2 separate regions of the Macaca mulatta genome follow, and region 1 is linked to region 2. The links are chromatin contacts, called in public Hi-C maps. All regions are on one chromosome and are shown on one strand. The core of a region is the stretch at or near the end of the contact, and the rest is flanking DNA. Distances in the headings are between cores, read along the strand shown.

Evidence for each region. A called contact is a pair of places that touch in the nucleus more often than the background predicts.
Region 1: a Hi-C map of fetal cortex germinal zone shows a contact between it and region 2, with 3 times the contacts expected there. The contact joins the promoter of RNF26 here to the promoter of DRC12 in region 2. A contact is called at or near these places in 3 of 14 Hi-C or Micro-C datasets (cortical neurons, fetal cortex germinal zone and liver).

The regions. Positions count from the first base shown.
Region 1 is chr14:120,024,382-120,028,040 of T2T-MMU8v2.0, forward strand. RNF26 (ring finger protein 26) reads left to right here and starts at 1,301. Exons shown (of 1, transcript NM_001266883.2): 1 at 1,301-3,659. The coding sequence starts at 1,902. The coding sequence ends at 3,203. It also overlaps the pseudogene LOC144334475.
Region 2 is chr14:119,884,025-119,888,017 of T2T-MMU8v2.0, forward strand. DRC12 (dynein regulatory complex subunit 12 homolog) reads right to left here and starts at 2,057. Exons shown (of 7, transcript XR_013404339.1): 1 at 1,778-2,057; 2 at 1,407-1,479; 3 at 906-980.

The DNA.
Region 1 (3,659 bases), core at 51-2,550, 140 kb after region 2:
GCAGGGCCTGAGAGCAGCGAGAGAGAAAGGGTAGGAAGAAGCCAGAGGAGTTTCAGCGCCTGCAGTCCTTCCTCTGCACCGTAGCGTAGCCCCTACCACGACCCCACGGCCTCAGTAAAGGTTTGCTGCACACCTCAGCTTCTTATCAGTGATGCTTTGGAGAATGAAGGACTCCGAGGCAGTGTTCAGGGCAGAGTGAAGGGGGATGGACAATTTGAGGAGCCCAGGAGTGGAGATGGAGAATTCAACCCAAGTAGGAAATTCAGCAAAGGTAACCAGGGGAAAGATAAGTCCGCTAGGAGTCCGCTAAGTATCCTTGGAGTTAGTAGAAAATCCCAGGATTCCCAATATATTTGGGATGGGGTTTCAAATATATTTTGACTATTGTTTGAGTATTAAAGAAAAGGGCAGGGCCAGGCTTGGTGGCTGACGCCTGTAATCTCAGCACTTCGGGAGGCCGAGGCGCCTGGATCACGAGGTTCAGGAGCTGGAGGCCAGCCTGGCCAACATGGTGAAACCCCGTCTCTACTAAAAATACAAAAATTAGCCGGGTGAGGTGGTGGGCGCCTGTACTACCCGGGAGGCTGAAGCAGGAGAGAATCGCTTGAACCCAGGAGGCAGAGGTTGCAGTAAGCCGAGATCGCGCCACTGCACTCTAGGGTAGGAAGGCCCAGGGTAGCAAGCTGAGCTGTTTCGAAATCTGCAGCCACCTTTTCTCAATGACAATGAAGTAATCTTCCAAGATGTTGAAAAACCTGGTGCGGAAAGTTTGGAGTAGCAGTTTGGGAATCTCCTGTAATAATCCGCTTTCCCTTGTGAACCTCAGGCACTGTCTTAAAATTTTTTGTATCCTCAATGCACTGTAGGAGCTCAACAAATGATAGAATAGATGAATAAATAGAGGAGAATGAGGAGACGGATCTGAACAGGCTGCGAAGGAGGTGCTATTCCAAAGCCCAGCCCAGAGGCAGTGACCTCGGACTCAAACCAAAAAAAACAGCTCGCGTTCGGAGGCCGGGAGAAAGAACAGCTCCCAAATTAAGGGGAGTCCAAGGCCTTGCTCTTTTAGAGGGCGGGGCTAGGAGAACGTATTCCGACGCTGCCCGTCAACGAGCCAATCCCCGCCTCAAGGGGGAGGGGATTTAATCTGTCGCCGCTCCTTCCCTTCGGAAAGTAAATACGTTCGTGCGCCATTCAAACGGACCAATGAGTGATTGACGTTGTTGCGCTTGGCCCTCACCGATTGGCTGGAGTTTGTCGTCCCTCCCTCCTCGTCATCCCTCTGGCTCCACCCCTTTGCACACAAGATGGCGGCGCCCAGCGGAATAGGGGCTGCGCTTGGGGTTTGCTGAAGCTGGTTGCCTCTCCCACTCCCCTTTTGGGTGCAAAGCGCCGCTAACGGGAGGACGGGGGCCGGGCGGGGACAGGGGCACCTGCGTAGCTGGACTGCGAGCCCGCGCCCAGCTTGCGTCGACCCCACCCGGCCCCGGCCCGACCCGACCCGACCCGATCCGATCCAATCCGATCCCATTCCATCTGTTCCCCGTCTCCTCCCGGTCTGACCCATTGCCCGGCCGTGGTTCGCCACACCAGGCATCCAAAGCTGAGGTCGCTCCTACGGCCTGGGCTCGCCTTCGCTTTGGAGATGTTTGGGCTCTTCCCTCCCAAACAGCCCATCTTCAAAACCTGGACTCTTGGACTGGCACCTGGCCCCCTTTCCCTCTACCAAGACTCCTCTTCCCTCTTACCCACTTCTTCCTCAGATTCTTGGTACCGCCTGTGTTGGAGACTGCTCATTTTCCTTCCAAATTAATCCCAGACCCCCTAAAATATTGACAACCTAGACAACCCCACAACCGAGGAGCCAGACTTTCTTTTGGACTAACCTCCATAGCCCTATCATGGAGGCAGTGTACCTGGTAGTGAATGGGGTGGGCCTGGTGCTGGACGTGCTGACCTTGGTGTTGGACCTCAACTTCCTGCTGGTGTCCTCCCTCCTGGCTTCCCTGGCCTGGCTCCTGGCCTTCGTCTACAACCTGCCGCACACGGTACTGACTAGTCTTCTGCACTTGGGCCGCGGAGTCCTGCTTTCATTGCTGGCCTTGATCGAAGCCGTGGTCCGGTTCACATGTGGGGGCTTGCAGGCCTTGTGTACCCTGCTCTATAGCTGCTGCTCTGGCCTGGAGAGCCTAAAGCTCCTGGGGCACCTGGCCTCTCACGGGGCACTGCGGAGCAGGGAAATACTGCACCGGGGCGTCCTCAGTGTGGTCTCCAATGGCCATGCTTTGCTGCGCCAGGCCTGTGACATCTGTGCCATTGCCATGAGCCTGGTGGCTTATGTGATCAACAGCCTGGTCAACATCTGCCTCATCGGCACTCAGAACCTCTTTTCCCTGGTGCTGGCCCTGTGGGATACAGTGACCGGGCCTCTGTGGAGGATGACGGATGTAGTGGCTGCCTTCCTAGCCCACATTTCCAGCAGTGCTGTGGCCATGGCCATCCTCCTTTGGACACCCTGCCAACTAGCCCTGGAGCTGCTGGCCTCAGCTGCCCGCCTCCTGGCCAGCTTTGTGCTTGTCAATCTCACTGGCCTGGTGTTGCTGGCTTGCGTGCTGGCAGTGACGGTGACTGTGTTGCATCCGGACTTGACCCTGAGACTGGCTACCCAGGCACTCAGCCAGCTCCATGCCCGGCCATCCTACCACCGTCTTCGAGAGGATGTCATGAGGCTCTCTCGCCTAGCACTGGGCTCAGAGGCCTGGCGCCGAGTCTGGAGCCGCAGCCTGCAGCTGGCGAGTTGGCCGAACCGCGGAGGGGCACCTGGAGCCCCCCAGGGTGACCCTATGAGGGTGTTCTCAGTTAGGACCCGGAGACAGGACACTTTTCCTGAAGCGGGGCGCAGATCAGAGGCAGAAGAGGAGGAGGCCAGGACCATCAGAGCGACACCTGCCAGGGGCCGAGAGAGGCTCAACGATGAGGAGCCTCCAGGCGGGCAAGACCCGTGGAAGTTGCTGAAGGAGCAAGAGGAGCGGAAGAAGTGTGTCATCTGCCAGGACCAGAGCAAGACGGTGTTGCTCCTGCCCTGCAGGCATCTGTGCCTGTGCCAGGCCTGCACTGAAATCTTGATGCGCCACCCCGTCTACCACCGCAACTGCCCGCTGTGCCGCCGGGGCATCCTGCAGACCCTCAATGTCTACCTCTGAAGACTCCTTCCCTACCTGCCCACCCCTCCACGCTCCATGCAGGCACTCACGCTAGGACAGCATTAACAGCTCATCTCCGGGTCCTGGTCTGAATCCCTCCTACCCCTGTGGCTGTCCTGCCAGGCCTCCAAGCCATACATCCAGGACATTGAGATGGAAGACTATGATGTGGGTGGGGGCAGGATAACATAGCTTCTCCTTACCCAGTGGGTCCCTTCGATGCTGAGGGTGGTGAGTATGTCACTATGCAAGGGCCTTGAGACTGTTTGCTGTGGGCTCTCCTCCAGCTTGCCCAGGGCCCACCCAGCTGCCTCTGGGGTTACCCCTCTCTGCTTGTGGTTTTTCTGTTGGAGATCTGTAGGTCCTTTTCCTGCCTCCTTCACATTTCCTCCCCAGCTTTTGTGGCCACAACATATCAGTGTTATTTGGGTGTTTTGGCAACTCAGGGGCCTTCGG
Region 2 (3,993 bases), core at 807-3,306:
TCACAGGCTCCTCATTATTAAGAAGTAAAGACTCTCTCCATGTTCTGCCTATACAAAATAGCTTTCCGGATAGCCCGGCATGGTGGCTCATGCCTGTAATCCCAATATTTTGGGAGGCTTAGGTGGGAGAATTGCTTGAGGCCAGGAGTTTGAGACCTGCCTGGGCAACAGAGTGAGACCTTGTCTCTATAAGAAAAATAAATAGGGCCAGGCGCAGTGGCTCATGCCTGTAATCCCAGCACTTTGGGAGGCCAAGGTGGGAGGATCATGAGGTCAAGAGTTCGAGACCAGCTTGGCCAACATGGTGAAAACCTGTCTCTAATAAGAATACAAAAATTAGCCGGGCGTGGTGGCTGTGTGCCTGTAATCCCAGCTACTTGGGAGGCCGAGGCAGGGGAATCACTTGAGCCTGGGAGGCAGAGGTTGCAGTGAGCCAAGATCACGCCACTGCACTCCAGCCTGGGCAACAGAGCACAGGACTCTGTCTTAAAAAAAAAAGATAGTAAAATAAAATAAAATGAAATAATAAAATAAAATAAATTTTAAAAAAGAAAAATAAATAAATAAATAAAGTAGCTAGGTAGGGTGGTGTGCACCAGCTACTCGTGAAGCTGAGGTGGGAAGATTGTTGGGGTCCAGGAGTTTGAGATTACAGTGAGCTATGATCACACCACTGCAGTCCAGCCTGGGCAATAGAGCAAGATTCTGTCTAAAAAAAAAAAAAAAGCTTCCTTTATCAACTCTCACTGCCCACCCCTCTCTCATTGTCTTTTTCCACTAGGGGATGGTTAGGGTTCAACTTAGCCCCCCACTGTATCTCCAACTCTCCAATCCCCCAGGATACAGAAATGCCCCATTTCACTTGCCCTGTTGCCCACCCCCATGCCAACTTCTACCCTCCTTACCCAAGTGATCTCGGAGCAGCTCCTTCTCCAGCACCACCAGCCTGTGCCTGGACTCAGCCTCCACATCTGCACCTGCTGTGGCAAGTGGCAGAGCCTCAGCTCTTCGTGATCTCAGCATTCCTCACTCTCCTTGCGTCCTCACCCCACACCCTGCACTTTTGCCACAGGAGACCTGAGGACCACTAAATGAGGGATCCATGGTGGCAGAGTCTACTGAAGTCAGCACTGTGTCCTTACCAACCAGCACATAACAGATATGCAAAATACACATGACAAATATATTAGGAAGGCACAAAGCTAGATGGTGCTTAAAGGAGAGCGTGAGTGACCATTTCCCCACTTCCTCAGCTCCCTGCATCTGACTTCAAGGACACGAAAGAGGAAGGTCAAGAGAGTTCCATCCTGTCATGTAGAAGGCTGAATTCTCTCTGGAGGAGCTCTGCGTGGTCTTCATGCCAGAACATGGAGAAGCAGGGGGCACCTCCACCCACCATGACTCACCCCAGTTCTTTTTCTTCTGCGCCCCAGATTTCTTCCCTTTTTCTTTGTTTTTAAGTGGCATCTCCTTGCTGTCCTGGGAGAAGGAGGGGACCTTATGTTTAGGTCTGGACACAGGGATGCTTTCCTGACTGAATCAGGAGTCTCAGGGGAGTCTCCTGGTTCTACTCCAAATTTGTATCTCATACTCTTCAGAAAAGTCAGTTCACAGTCTCTTTGGAACCTCAGGCAGGGTTGGGGTCAACGGGGAGGGTGAAGTTTTTTCTCTCAACCAGGCTGACTGTACGGAAGTCACTCCTCACAACTCTCTTTTAGATAAATCCCTGTACCTGCTCCCCTCCCTCTTCCCATCATCCTCAACCCCCTCTTCCTACCTGTAGGATCCTCTCCTGCCAGTGTTGGGGCTCCCTGTGGAGTGACCCACCCGTGGGGAGTGGCAGAGAGAAGGCCCAACTAGCGAGGAGCCTGAGGCGGGGCCTGGGTCCTGGGAGCCAATCCTTGGTGACAAATTTCTCTTGAGGGCAGGACTGAGGGCTGGAAGGTTGGGTTTCGGGAGGCTGTATGTTGTCCAGGCAACTGGGAAACATGGAGTTCGTAGGAAGGTGGAATGGGCTAAATCAGCTCACAAAGCTTAAAATATCAAGGTCTCAAAGGGTCAGTTCTTTCCTTATCCCAAAACCCTAAGTATAGTTTGAAAAGAAAGGGCTTTGGAGGCCGATTGGTTATGATTCATTGCCACGTAGACATGGCCTGCAATTTGGAGACTTCCAAATTCAGATGTACACATCTGAGATAATATGTTGTGCTGATACAGAGGAAAAGGACTGACAGTAGCCATGTTGGACAATTGACATCCCGAGGTCCCATCAGCAAAATGACATTAGTAGGTTTAAAACTGAAGATCTAAGCTGGGGGCGGTGGCTCATGCCTATAATCCCAACATTTTCAGAAGCTGAGGCAGGAGGATTACTTGAGGCCAGGAGTTCAAGACCAGCCTGGACAACACAGTGAGACCTCATTTCTACAAAAAATTAAAAAATTAGCCTGGCAGGGTGGTGCACACCTGTTAGTCTCAGCTACTCGGGAGGCTGAAGCAGGAGAACCACTTGAGCCTGGGAGGTTGAGGCAGCAGTGAGCTATGATTGCACCACTGCACTCCAGCCTGGATGACAGAGGGAGACCCTGTCTCAAACAAACAAACAAACAAACAAACAAAAACCCCAAACCACTGAAGATCCTCTTCAGTACACTGTGGAATGAGGGTAATAAGTACAGGAATAGGTAGTCGAGGGCGTTTCCCACTTCAGAGAAATGAGACACAAAGGAACAGCAGACCCATGGACTCTAGGGTACTGACCTAGAGGGATGCAAGTGTGCAGGAAAGTGCTCAGGTTAGAGACAAGACATTTGAGTTTGAGTCCCAACTGTGGATATGTAAACTGAGGCAAGCCATTTGACTTTGCTCAGCATCAGTTTCCTGATCTTTAAATGTTTGATTTTGTAGCTCTTGAAAAGCCTGTGTTTTAGCTAGGTGTTTACATGGCTATCTTCTCTCCTAGTTACTTAATCTATTGCTACATTTCCCCATTCCCTTGTGTGGTTGATTTTCAGACAGGTGTTGAGACATTGCTTTGTGAGGCTCCCTGCAGCATAGAGTTGGTTGGGGCTCCCTCTAGTGGACTTGTTTGACCTTCTCCTGAGTTTCCCACATTTTTGCTTTTAAATTATTTACTGGGCAATATTGGGGGTGACTCCCTTTGGGGATACTTCTTAGTGTCCTGCTGGAGCCAGGAGTGGCTGGAATAATTAATGTGGGGGAGAGAGTATGACGGGTGGCCCTCCCTTGTCAGGCAGCCTTCACTCTCCCTGCAGCTCTGTGCTATCCTGAGGCTTGCCATCTATCTGCCACTTGGATCTCTGGGCACCATACTGGTTAGAGTGAAAACAGCAGACACTTCAGGGCTTTTCTCCTTTTGGATTAGGGGACCTGCAGACCGTTTCTTTAGGTTTTTTGTTTGTTTGTTTTGTTTTTGTTTTTGTTTTGAGACAGAGTCTCGCTCTGTTGCCCAGGCTGGAGTGCAGTGGCACGATCTCGGCTCACTGCAAGCTCCACCTCCCGGGTTCATGCTGCGACTGCAGGCATCCACCACCACGCCCCGCTAATTTTTTTGTATTTTTAGTAGAGATGGGGTTTCACCGTGTTAGCCAGGATGGACTCGATCTCCTGACCTCGTGATCCACCCGCCTCGGCCTCCCAAAATTCTGGGATTACAGGCGTGAGCCACCGCGCCTGGCATTTTTTTTTTCTCAGTGTCTCTCTCTGTCACCCAGGCTGGAGTGCAGTGGCATGATCACGGCTCACTGCAGCCTCAGCCTCTCCAGGCTCTGGTGATCTTCCCACCTCAACCTCCTGAGTAGCCGGGACTATAGGCGCATGCCACCACACCTGGCTAATTTTTATATTTTTTGTAGAGACGGGGTTTACCATATTGGCCAGCATGGTCTTGAACTCCTGGCCTCAAGTGATCTGCCTGCCTTGGCCTCCCAAGGTTCTTGGATTACAGGCGTGAGCCACTGCACCAGGCTATCT